Regions from separate parts of the Hordeum vulgare genome. Here regions 2 and 3 are each linked to region 1. Evidence: chromatin contacts called from public Hi-C data. All regions are on one chromosome and are shown on one strand. The core of a region is the stretch at or near the end of the contact, and the rest is flanking DNA. Distances in the headings are between cores, read along the strand shown.

Region 1 (4,322 bases), core at 1,188-3,687:
ACAACAGAAGAAAGAAAAATAAATAAACTGCTGAACTACTTTAATGTTCAAAACTTTGTGAGCTTGTAACTGAGAGAAGATGCAACTTTGTAATCAATACTGTGAATGCAATGCTCCCAGTGGAGTTGAGATCATGTTAATAAGCCATAACTGGGAATTGGCCAAAGGCGGATTTAGCTAAATTTTACGCTAGCACTCTTTAAAATGTAGATTTTCTTAACACAAAAAAAGCCACTTTTACCACCTACCTACCTTATAGGACTTCCAATTTATATAAACATTGGAATGGTTTCATGGATAGCAATAAGCCATGATAAAACAAAATCAAGTTAATGTACAACAAAGCAGCCTTCCCAGTTCTGAGATTATGTAAAGTAGACATATTAACAAATCTGCAGGTAAATAATAGCAGATACCACAGTACGTATGAAAGTTGTACTCACATCATCTTCATTTGCTGTTCTTGGAACTGATCCAACGAAAAGTTTAACATAACCACTTTTGTTATCATGATCTGCTGAAAATTTTCCACGTGAATATCAATTAACTAGCTGGTGAGAGGGAGTAAGACAAGCTCAAATATTTATCCACTGAAGTTCAATGAGATAAAACAGTACAATCAGCTAACAAACATAAGTTCTACTGACATTGATTACTGGTGCCAATACAAATAAGAACTTGATGGGTTCAAATTGGTACATAAACTGCTTACTAGGAGGGAAAACATAGCATTTAGCTTAACGGTTATGACTTAAGGCCAACATCTGGATTAACCAGATATGACCTACCTGAAACTGTTAGGCTATTACAATAGCTTATCTGAAGCTTCATCACGAGATAAGCTCATAGGCCATACCATTATTATACTGATTTAACAACAAGACAGAACACACCAGTGTGTATCATGGAGAAATTAGATCTTAACCCACGCTTTACTTCTACATTTAAAATTTGTGTCATCCCACCAGTGTGTATGCATTATCGTGGACATCATATTACCATAAGTTGTATGAATGTTGCAACGCGGCTGCATATACTCTTTCTGTTTTTAAGCTACTAGCAAAAGAGCCCGTGCGTTGCAACGAAAGAGAAAATAACACAAGCTCTAAACGCAATATATTTTCACATGGCATCACATTTGTGTTGCCGATGATGGCTTTAGTGCTCACACAATGAAAACGCGTTTGAATATACAGTCACTCGGAATAAGATGAGAAATATGTTGTTTCTCCCCACGAGGTTTTTCAAAGGTGTGCATGTGTTGTCAACGATGTTTTTCTTTCCTCTCAATTTGGTTTTAATTTAATGGATGTTTATTGCAATTCGTATCGTCGCCGGAAAGAGAGAGAAAAAAGAACCGTGCACTACAGATTAAGTTTGCACCAAAAATAATATTTAAGAAGTATTCAATAGCTAAAAATAACATTCTATTTAGATTCTACATATTTTTTAATCAAATTTCATATATAACATGTTAAAATCGGGGGGGGGGGGGGGGGGGTGGGATGACGACCCGCCACTGAGACGAGCCTCGGCAAATCATCAAACCCCTAGTAAAGTGGGGCAAATAATCTAATCCCCTGTATAGCATGTACATCTGAAACCAGTCTAAGTTCATCATTCATTCAAAAAAGGTGGGTGGTCTTGCCATCATGGTATACATGCTAGCACATATTACGCAGCTGCATACTTGGACCACTGGTTTGTCACATCCCAACAGTGACTGTTCAGCTATGGCGAGTTAACAACAGTTGATTGAACTTGGTGTAAAATCTTCCAGAGATCATGGAAGTTCAACTTCATCACTTATTGCACAGAGGACCAAAAGCCCAAAAACCTTTTCCCGTGCGTATACAAGCTAAAATTCCACATCTAGAGGCAGCGCGGCACAGCAAAACCTAGAAAATGCCAAAGCGCAGAAGCCAAGATCCTGGACCAAACCTGAGTAGTCTCCACGGCCTCCGCCGCCACCGCCTCCGTAACGGCTCCTCGCTCCACCGGCCGTCTCATCAAAGTCGCCGCCGCCGCCTCTGTACCCTCCAGTTCCACCACCGCCAACAACGTATTCAGACGGCGCACGGTACGGATGGAACCTCCCGCCTCCGCCTCCGCCTCCGCCTCCGCCGCCGTCGCTGCTCCCGCCGCGGGAGGAGCGGTGGGGCGGGGGGCTACCCCCGCCGCCGCCGGACCAGCGTGAGGGTCCGCGCGCGAATCTGCCGTCCCCGCCGCTGCGAGCGGCGCCCGCGGGGCCTGAAGGGTCGGCGGAGCGGTCGCTGCCGCGGTGCATGTGGTGGGCAGAAGGTGGCTAGGGTTTTGACGCGGCTCGCGAGCACGAGAGGGGGAAGGCGAAGGCGAAGAGAGAGGCCGTGTGGAATTTCAACTCCGCCTCGTAAAGTGCCAATGGCCGTGAGGATCAGATTGGATCCGATGGGCGACCGACGGCAGTCTGCTGCCCCGGCGTACCCCTTCCGTTTCTGCCAACGGACAACGTAATTTCGGGGCATCTTTCCCGGCTTCAATAGGGATATTTTATCAACCTATGTGGAAACTTTTTAAATATAAGTTATTTTATAAATATTTTTAATTATAGATAGATGATGCATATGCATTATCGTGGACATCATATTACCATAAGTTGTATGAATGTTGCGACGCGGCTGCATATACTCTTTATGTTTTTAAGCTACTAGCAAAAGAGCCCGTGCGTTGCAACGAAAGAGAAAATAACACAAGCTCTAAACGCAATATATTTTCACATGGCATCACATTTGTGTTGCCGATGATGGCTTTAGTGCTCACACAATGAAAACGCGTTTGAATATACAGTCACTCGGAATAAGATGAGAAATATGTTGTTTCTCCCCACGAGGTTTTTCAAAGGTGTGCATGTGTTGTCAACGATGTTTTTCTTTCCTCTCAATTTGGTTTTAATTTAATGGATGTTTATTGCAATTCGTATCGTCGCCGGAAAGAGAGAGAAAAAAGAACCGTGCACTACAGATTAAGTTTGCACCAAAAATAATATTTAAGAAGTATTCAATAGCTAAAAATAACATTCTATTTAGATTCTACATATTTTTTAATCAAATTTCATATATAACATGTTAAAATCGGAGTTACGGTTTAAAAGATATGAATAATTTCGTTTTAGATAAAATGTGGATTGATTAACTGAAAAGTTAGAATTTGTTTTGTTAAAATACGAAGGTCAACATTAATTCACTTGTTTACACAAACCTCGTATCAACAGTTTAGTATACATCATTCACTACTGAAATTCAGTTTTTTGCCGTCTGTCATATATTTGTCGTCTGCTCGCTGACGGTAAAGGCTGTCACAAACCACACGACAAAGAACTGGCTCATGGTATAGAATGTCTTTGCCATCAGTCACATATTTGCCGTCAGCCGCAGAGGGCAAAGAGTCGCACAGCAGACGACAAATATATAGGTGGGGCCCACCTGACCGCGGGTACGTTAGGTCAAACTGGAGTCCCTTCTTTGTCGTCTGGAGGCAGACGGCAAAGAGTCTAGACTCTTTGTCGTCCGCCGGCACAGCAAAGAGCTAACTCCGTAACGGCTCTTTGCCCCCACCCCGCCCCTCTCTCTCTCTCTCACCCAGTGTGTAACAGCTCCACACCCCGCCCCTCTCTCTCTCCCACTCCTCTCCCCGACGCCCACCGCCGCCACCACCGTCGCGCCGCCACCCCTAGCGCCCCCGCCGCCGCCCCACCGCCCTCGTCGCTGCCCCGGTGCCCCACAGCCCCCTCGCGCCGCTGCCCCACGGCTCCACACCCCGCCCCTCTCTCTCTCCCACTCCTCTCCCCGACGCCCACCGCCGCCACCACCGTCACGTCGCCGCCCCTAGCGCCCCCGGCGCCGCCCTGGTGCCTCACAGCCCCGCTGCCACCGCCCACTGCCCTCGTCGCCATCCCGGTGCCCTACAGCCCCCTGTGTCGCTGCCCCACCGCCCCCGGCGCCGCCCCGCCACCCCCAACACCCCCGGCCCCGCCACCCACGACGCCACAGCCGCCCCTCCCGGTGAGCCCCCACACCCCAACCCCCCTCCCCCCCCCCGCACGAGAAAATTAACTATTTGGTATTTAGTTTTTTGGAATTAGATTACAACTACAAAGTTGATTTTTTTATTGTCGTTGTAGTAGTTGTTCTTGTTATTGTAGTTGTTGTTATTATAGTTGTTGTTATTGTAGTTGTTGTAGTAGTCGGTGTGGTGGAAGAGGAAGAAGAAGGGAAGAAGATAAGAAGATCATCTGCCACTAGTTAGTTAGCTTAATAGAAAGAAGAGGAAGAAGAAGGGAAGAA
Region 2 (4,322 bases), core at 566-3,065, 740 kb before region 1:
AGGTTGCATGATATAGAAGTAACTAGAATACCTACAAGGAACTAGGTAACGAATTAATTATGGAAATAAGCAGTCAAATTCAAGCTGAAGATGACAAGAACCTGAGTGGTGGGCCTGTACACTCACGGCTCACACTAACAGATATAGTCAGTCTGGCATAGAATAGAAGTGGCATTCCCACAGAACTAAACGTCTACAGCAAAACTAAAGAATAATAGTAGGATGCATGAATGCTAGTGTTACACGAAGTACCAACAACAGCTTCCATCAGTACAATTCATGTCTTGTAAACAGAATCATTCAGTACAATGCATGTGTTTGGTATTGTAGTGCATTATGATAATTGATAATCCTATTTGTCTTAACCAGCTTTTGCCGATTTTATCATTTGTATAATCTGTTCTTTTCCTATTGCTGTGCCGATCTTTTCATGTTTGATCATAAAATTATAATATAGGTTCAGCACAGCACAATCCAGCAACCGCAATCAGGCATTTTAAGCCAAATACTTGATTGTCATTTTGTTCATTTTCAGTAGTCACTTTGTTCATTACTACATCGGTGCATGCTAGCAAATGGCCAAAGTTCCATAGATAATTGCCAATGACTAGTCTGAGAAAAATAACAAAAGAAGATATACTGCCGTACTTATTATTATAATAAAGGGCCCCTATTGTAAATTCACTATAGGATAGCATTTGCAACTAAAGGTAATCCTCAACCAACCGAATCATATTTTCAACTGACATCACCATGAGCGCAATTCAAGCTCTAATACAAGCATAAACGTATGGAACGAACTGCAGACACAACTGAAGCTAGAAACCTAGAAGCGACTCACCATAGCTAGATTGACTCCCATCATCGCTGCAGTAGCGCATCCACGCACCCCTCCAGGATTGCGACCGCTCATCGCAGCTGAGGCAACCACTCCCAAAGTAGGACCGGAGCCTGTCGCAGCCTTGAGCACGGTCCTTCACCAAAACCCCATTGATGGACAGGTTTTGACGGCCGTCAGAGGTCTCCAAGATGGAAACTTGCTCATCCCCACAGGTCCATGGAAGGGTTGGCTCGGACCCGGAAACCAAAGCCAGAGACGAGCACAAAAGGAAGAGCAGAGCGAGGAGAAGAGCCAGAGGAGACATGGAGACAGCAAACTGGACCGTGAAATTCACAAGTATCTCATCCCCGAGACGAGCATATGCTACTTAAAAATGGGGATACAAGAGTGGCCGCAGCGAAGTTTGCATCCCCTTTCTCCTCCAACTCAACGAGGACGATTGTTTTGCCTCCAAGAAGACGAAATGAAGTCAAATCAAATCAAGGAAGTGAATCGGGCTATTCCGCGGCGGATGAACTAGACGCCAAGAGCGAGAGAGAGAGAGTAGAAAATCTTGACCGATTGGAGCGAGCGACCCAGCACAAAAACAACAAGACAAGCAAATCTAATCTGGGCTGAGCAGGAAGCAGAACGCCGACTAATCTGGCCACTTTGCTACTCGAGGATCGGAGCTGTGGGGATCAATCGATAGAGCGAATGGGTGGTGCTCAGATCGGGAGAAAGGAAGGGGAGAAGAAAAGTGAGGAGCAGTTGGGGGACGGATGGAAAAGAAGAAAGGAGATATCTTTGCAGCTGAGCTGAAGTGAAGCCTGCCCGAAGAAGGTGGGAAGAGTTGGAGGGTCAAGGCAGAGACCGGAGAGGCGGGGTGGGGTGGGAACCGGCGGCGCCGGTAACTTCCGGGTGGCAACTGCGGACCGGGGTGCGAAACTTCTAGCAGGTGGCAGCGTCACTGGCTGCTGCCAGATGGGACAGGTTGCTCAGCTTTCTCTTTCTAGACTAGCTATAAATGCCCGTGCAGGGATAGAAAAAAAACTACTCCCTCCCTTCTTAAATACTCCTATAAGACTGGCCATAGTGGGGGTATCATGCCCGGATAGAGAAATAGACTACCTAAGGCCTCGTTTGGTTAAGGAGGTTTTGAAAGGGAGGGATTTCAGAGGATTGGGTGAATCTCTTTGTTCCACCCAATCCTCTCAAATCCCCAGGATTTTGCTTCCACTAGTACCCCAAAAAGGGTTTTGAAACACATGGATAGGAAGAGACTGAAGGGGAACGGAGGGGATTGGGCTAAGCAAACCCCTCTTACCAAATGAGCGTCCGAGGATCTGTGAGGTTTCTGGCCCTCCCGGGGATTTTCCTCTCAAAACCTCCCCAATCCCCCTTAACCAGACGAGGCCTAAGGCCTTTTTTGACAGGAAGGGGTTGGGGAGGATTGTGGAGGGGGAGGTTTCAGAGGATTGGGTGAATCCCTTCCTTTCACCCAATCCTGTCAAACCCCCTCAATTGTCAAATCCCCGAGCCATGAGATAAGGTTTCTGAACCGCATGGGTAGGAAGAAATCGAGGAGATTAGAGAGGATTGAAGGGGTTTGCTCACCACAAACCCTGTCCACCAAATGGACATGCGGGAAATTGCAGAGTTTCTGATCCCCTCGGGGATAATCCCCTACAAACCTTCTCAAACCCTGCGCACCAAACAAGGCCTAAGGAGGTGTTTGGCAACACAAAGGGTCACGGTAACGGTAACGTAATCAGATCACAGTGTTTAAGGAGGTGTAATGAGATTTTTTTAAGTTTGTTTGTTTCCCGTTCAGGTAGAGGAATTGCTTACCATCGCTCTGTTCTTGCTCGTCCCTACTGCTTACCAGCCACCATCGTCCCCGTAGATGGCTCTGCTCTTGCTCGCCCCGGACCGAGCCGACCAAGATCTCAAACACCGCCAACCGTTCCCAAATCCAGCCCCCAACCGCTGGATCTTGTGCCACACCGGCCATCTTGACCATGTGCGCTGGCGACCGCCACCGATCTCAAGCGCCGCAGCCTTCCTGGTCATAAGCGGCGCCGGCTGTCTTGATCTCCACAAGGAACTCGTTCAGTTCGTCAGGGAGCCATGGATGTCGGCGAAGGTAGTTGTTGCAAGGGAGGCGGAGGGGGGCTCGAAGGGGTTTGGGAGGCATTGACGTCGGACTCGAAGGGGATTTTGGAGGCGGCGACGGACGAGGCAAAGGGGGCTGTGCGGGAGGAGAGGGCTCGTGGGGCAGGAGGATGGCTTGGGCTTGGTACCGTGACCTTACCGGTGGGGCTTGGGCGGTATCAAGCGATGACTGGGCCGGACCTGTTTACAGAGGGATGTGTTTACGATGTCGAGTTAACAAATGCTAGTAACGTTTCCCTTTTACGACATAAACAGTTGACGGGCGAAAATCTCTGAAACAAACACCTAATAAATCCCTACTCCTAAACGGAGATTTGGTACTCGTTCGTCTCGTATACCTTCTTCAACTTTTCAACGCAAATCCTGCCTTAATCTGGTTTTTATTACTGTTTTTCATGCCAATCAATCATAGCTAAGAGCAACTTCAACGTAAGGACCCAAACCGTCCACCTGCGTTCGTATGGATCGACGCACACAAAAGTAATGGCCCAATGCATAGATTTATTTTTATTTTGTGTCTGTTTTGTATCCGCGCAGACCAATTTCTCGCGTAAATTTGGATCACATCTGGATCGCACGCGGACACAAAGCGGCTCAACGCTGGCGACACCAGACACGGTGGAGCTCGTCGGAAATTCGCTACGGGCATCCGTTTTTGGCGCGGTTTGGCTCTATAGAAAGCACGCGCTCGCGCGCATCCGATGAAGCAAGCGGTAGCACCTAGGGTGCACTACATCGACGGCAGCGACGACGTCCGCGGCGGCCAGAGTACGAGCTCACCGGAACCGGCGCTAGAGGGCAGAAACGACTGCGGAAAGAGGGGGAATGGGTTCGATAGTTCACTGCGGTGAGAGAGAGGTGGTCAACGCGTCCGGGGAGGCTTTGTTGGGGATGAATCGAACGACGACGACCGGCGAGTCCAAGGAAGAAGATGAAGATGGCGTTGGTGATGCAGGGCATCTCGGCTTGATTCCAATGGCGGAGACGACCAGGGCTTCGCGGTGGATCTTAAGGGCACAACAGAGGGGCGAGGGGTGGCCGGAGGCTATGGCTGCGACGGACGGCGGCGACGGCCTCGCTGGGATCCGCGGGGGAGGGAGAAACAGAGAGATGGGGGAGAGACCAGAGAGGGGGATGAGCTCGAGGGGGTCTGGGTAGCGCGGGGATAAGGAAGAGGGGAGGGGCGACGAGGCAGGCAAGCATCTGTCGGCGTGGAGGCATCGGCCGCAAGCCGTGGCGAGCTTCTCCTGTGCCTTCTCGCAGGAGGAAGAAGACGCATGTGCCCCTGGTGGGCTTGGCTAGGCGAAAGGTAAGGTTTTCTATATTT
Region 3 (4,322 bases), core at 665-3,164, 720 kb after region 1:
TTACCTTTCAGCTTCATGCCTGAATTATCAGAATCTGACAATGCAAGACCAATACCGACTTTCTCGGCTGCTGAGAGTTCCAGTACACTCGACAGAGTCTCAAGGAGGCCATCTGTAGCAGTTTTTATCCGCATCAGTGCTTCACAGAAACAAGTGCTGAAGTAAGTTTTATCCAGGCAATATCTGAAAGTGGAGGATAAAAGATCATGCTTCAACTGCAAGTTTTTGGCCTCCCTGTCATTCAACAACACTTCATCCAAACAGTCTTGGAGCATCAAAAGACATCCATCATGACCATAATCAACTAACTGAAAAGGTGGAAAGATAAACATATCAGAAAACCTGCACCGAACTTAGATTTATTTGGTACTTTGCTTGTATGCGGAAATGGTTGAAGCAATAAATTTCTCTCATAAACTGCTGGGTTGTGCACAAAGGTTGCGAGTTGCTTGTGGGCATGCCGATACCACCCTCCCATTTCGCAATTGGAATGGAAAAACGAGGCAACTACCATCCTATTGCTATACAACTGTCACGGAAGATCCAATCAATCCCCAACCCTCAAAACACCCCACAAAAAATAGGTGTGGAGACTTACCTTGGGCTCGCCGTCGAGGAAGATGGTGGAGTCGGCGGCGTAAGGGAGGAGGGAGCGGCCGTTGCGGGGGGTTGAATGAATGGCGACACCGCGCGCGCGGGAGGCGGCGTCGAAGGCGAAGACGGACTTGAGGCCGTGCTTCTCCAGGATGTCCCCCACCTCCAGCTGGTCCTGCGTGTACCCGCACAGGGGCGACCGGAACACGGTCACCGGTCGCGGCGGAAGAGCTGCACCTCCACCTCAGGCGCGGCCGCCGGCTCGGATCCGGTCCTCTCGTTCTGGGCGGAGGCCGGCAGGTCCTCGTGGATGCCGTCGTCGGCCGGCGACGCTGCCTTGTTGGCCTGCTGTGGTGGTCTCGCGACCGTCGTCAGCCTCGTGTGCTCCTCCTGTCGCCGGATTAGACGGGCCGCCGCCGCCGACCTCATGTGCTCCTCCTAAATCTAGAGAGCCGGCAAGACATGAACAACCATTCCATGAGCATCATAATAATGCAATATTCAACCAGGTTCCATAATCATTGTAAACGAACAATCCGACCACACACAAACAAAACTGTGCAGATGAAACACCTGCTTCTCGGCGACCGTGTTGTTGAAGCTGCCGCGGTCCGTCTCTGCAAAATCATAGCAGTAGAGGTCAGCACAGGCCAGCTCAATGCAAAGACCCAGAAACAGGCAGGATTCGCCAATTCCGAGCAAAGCGCGGCAGCCGGGGCCGAGATCTAGGCAGCCGGCCGCCGACACACGCCAGGGCGCGCCGAAACCAGATCCCCGAGCCACGGAGCCCGCGAGGCGGATCGGGGGAGATGGCGGGACTCAGATCCACGCACCTCCGCCGCCCTGGTCGCCCTCCGAGTCGGGGAACTCCTTCTCGAGCGCGCGGTTGATCATGTCGGCGAGGCTGTTCTCCTTGTTCGTGCCATTGCCCTGCGCTGCCTCCCCGCCGGCCTGGGCCGCCCCAGGGCCACGGCCGTGGCGTTTGCGCGCTCCACCGCCGCGATCGCCTTGCCCACGCGGCCCTCGTCGGCCGCCTCGGCCGCGTCGCCGGGGAGCAATGCGACGGCGGACGCGAGGAGCAGGGCGACGAGGAGGCGGGGGAGGACCGGGCCCAACAGGCGGCGGCGACGCATCAACATCGCCGGAGGGGAGCGGTCGGATTAAATACAGGGTTTTTTCATAAAAAGTGAAAAACGGTTCGACCCGACTTACATAAGGAGTGCGGGTTAATTACCTGAAACGACAGGGACCCTTTCGCAAAAATTCCAGGACGGACATTGGCCCCTGTCGAAATGGCAGTATCGTGAAAAACTAACAAATCAGGAGAGGAAAGCAACTCCCTCTTCTCTCTCTATCCATCGCCTTCGTCGATTTCGCCCCCCCTCCCACTCCCCCTCCCTCGCTCTGGCGTATCCCATCGCCATCGCGTCCAAACCCTAGCTAGCCCTCCCCAACTCCAAACCCTACCGCCAGTGCTCCAGTTCGCTGCGTCGGCTCGCGAATCGGGCGTCCGCGTGTCGCACCCGCGCTCCCGATTCAGCCACCGTCCGTGCAAGATCTGGCGGATGGAGCCCGCGGCGCCGAAGGAGGCGCCGCCGCCCCAGCCACAGCCCGGGGCGGAGGAGGACGGGACGCTCTCCGCGACGGCAGCTATGGCGAGGGACGCCGCCGTGCTGTTCCAGAGCCGCCGGTACGCCGAGTGCGCCGAGGTGCTCGCGCAGCTCCTGCTCAAGAAGGAGGGTGACCCCAAGGTGGGCGATTGGATCTCTGCTTTTGCTTCCCTATACGTCTAAAGGCGAGGAGAGTTAGGATGCTCTCTGATTGCTTTATATATTCTTTGACTGAATACATAGCAAATCCTGTATCTCGCCGGGTTCGTGGTGGCATGTTTGCTCAGCGAAGGCTGTTTTTTTAGTATTGCTCACCTGATGTTTCTGTCACCACTCACTGTGCTTATATGCTTGCTCAGTGTATCTTGCACGTGAATTGTGTGGTATGCTTGTTGTAGCTGTCTGCATGGCTCTCCCCTCCTCTCATGGTGGGTGACGGTGAGCCTGCATATGTTTGTAAGTGGTTGGGTGCATCTGGGGTGTGTGATTGCGTGCTGCGTATATCTGACGCGTGTCTATACACTGCTATCTTGTATGTGATTGTCGCATGGCTCACTAGCATCTTAATGTGCTGGTGTTGGATTTGTACCCATTTGATTGTGTGTCTATCAATGGTCATGTGGACGTGGGTATTACATGGTGCATGTGAATGCCAACAGGGCTTGCTACTAGGCTTGGGAGTGTTTCTCACTTCCCTGATTTTAGTTAGTAATGTTGTACATTTCTTGAAGCATAGGCGATTTGTTTAAAATTCTCTGTTAGATTATAAATTTGAAGCAGAAATTTCCTCCAAATGGAAAGAAAAAATGGTTGGGGTGAGAATTATTGGTGAAACAGTTAGGCGGTATCTATGTATATTGTATAGCACATAATATGATTCTCCACTTACTAGAATGCTCAGCTTGAGTCCATAGCATGGTATTGAAACTATTTAACTGGCACTTTGCTGGCTGCTCAGTTTTCGTGATCATACTGTACTATGTCTTGTAACTGATTTTTCTATTTAAATTTTTAGTTCTTTATGTATACCATGTAGTGTGAAAATGGATCTGACTTGGTGTACATTGGTTGGATACAACTGAATTGTCAACATTAATTCACTGTCCACTGTGTCTACAACAGTATTCAGGATATGACTATGAGCAACAATTGAATAATCAGTAATGTTTAGACTTCAAACCTGGCCATCTGCAGAACAGTGAGCAACAGCGCGAGTACACATTTTCTGAATCCAATACATATCCCCAACTGTCCGCACAGCCACTGGTGCACTGCATCTCTGCGTGCTAATACCTTTTAATCAGGCTGTTACCCGACCTTTAAGCTGATTTTAGCTGATTAACTCGTTACTCGTGACCTGTGAGGGTACCTAGTAGGAGCATATGTCCTAGTCAATACATTTCCTGTAGTGAATATATTGTCTCCCAAGGAAGAGATTGAGGGTGTCACGTTTTTCTGTGTTGCATCTTATGTCAGTGTTCAATTTTCAGGTCCTTCATAATATGGCCATCGCAGAATCGTTTGTGGATGGTTGTCCCGATCCAAAGAAGCTGCTTGAAATTCTTGGCAATGTTAAGGTTAGTGAATCTGCATACTGATTTGCGGTTCAGACTTGGTGGTAGAAACACATACAGACTCCGTTAGGAATATAATTGTTTTGGTGGCTCTGGTACTTTGATACATGTATTCGTTTTCATTTTCCATGTCTAGACTAAGTTAGGAATAGAAAGCATCAACCTTTGAATAGTGGCAAAAAGGCAGCCACATTAGTGATTTTTTGTCCTTTTCATGTGTGATTAGTGACTTCTATTGTTCATATTTTCATTTCGTTTTACATCTTTACCCTTTTTTCTGCTTGTACGCTGCCTTGGAAAGTCAATAAATCTTTGTCGCCAAAGTTGTATTCAAGAGTTTTCGGTGTCATGTGCATTGGCACACAAAACAACAGTGATGCATAGATGCAAACAAATGTGCTTTTGTCTAGTATAGGCACAAAATGTACATGATAAACGTTCCTCTGTATTCATATTCATGAATGCTCTGGCTGCATAATTTGGACCAAATGAATGCATGTGTATTCTGAACGTCCATGATTTATGGTTCAAGTTTTTCGTTTGC

What was found. A called contact is a pair of places that touch in the nucleus more often than the background predicts.
Region 2: a contact with region 1 is called in a Hi-C map of seedling, with 5 times the contacts expected there. The contact joins the promoter of LOC123399503 here to the promoter of LOC123399188 in region 1. A contact is called at or near these places in 3 of 6 Hi-C or Micro-C datasets (leaf and seedling) and 1 of 1 datasets of contacts at active chromatin or transcription factors (embryo).
Region 3: a contact with region 1 is called in a Hi-C map of seedling, with 5 times the contacts expected there. The contact joins the promoter of LOC123399448 here to the promoter of LOC123399188 in region 1. A contact is called at or near these places in 3 of 6 Hi-C or Micro-C datasets (leaf and seedling).

The regions. Positions count from the first base shown.
Region 1 is chr5H:353,050,138-353,054,459 of MorexV3_pseudomolecules_assembly, reverse strand. It overlaps LOC123399188 (flowering time control protein FCA-like), which reads right to left and starts at 2,437. Exons shown (of 18, transcript XM_045093619.1): 1 at 1,942-2,437; 2 at 444-514. The coding sequence starts at 2,287.
Region 2 is chr5H:353,789,364-353,793,685 of MorexV3_pseudomolecules_assembly, reverse strand. It overlaps LOC123399503 (calmodulin-binding receptor-like cytoplasmic kinase 3), which reads right to left and starts at 1,815. Exons shown (of 7, transcript XM_045093908.1): 1 at 842-1,815. The coding sequence starts at 1,145.
Region 3 is chr5H:352,325,433-352,329,754 of MorexV3_pseudomolecules_assembly, reverse strand. It overlaps LOC123399448 (CCR4-NOT transcription complex subunit 10), which reads left to right and starts at 1,914. Exons shown (of 6, transcript XM_045093859.1): 1 at 1,914-2,345; 2 at 3,695-3,781. The coding sequence starts at 2,160. It also overlaps the pseudogene LOC123396701.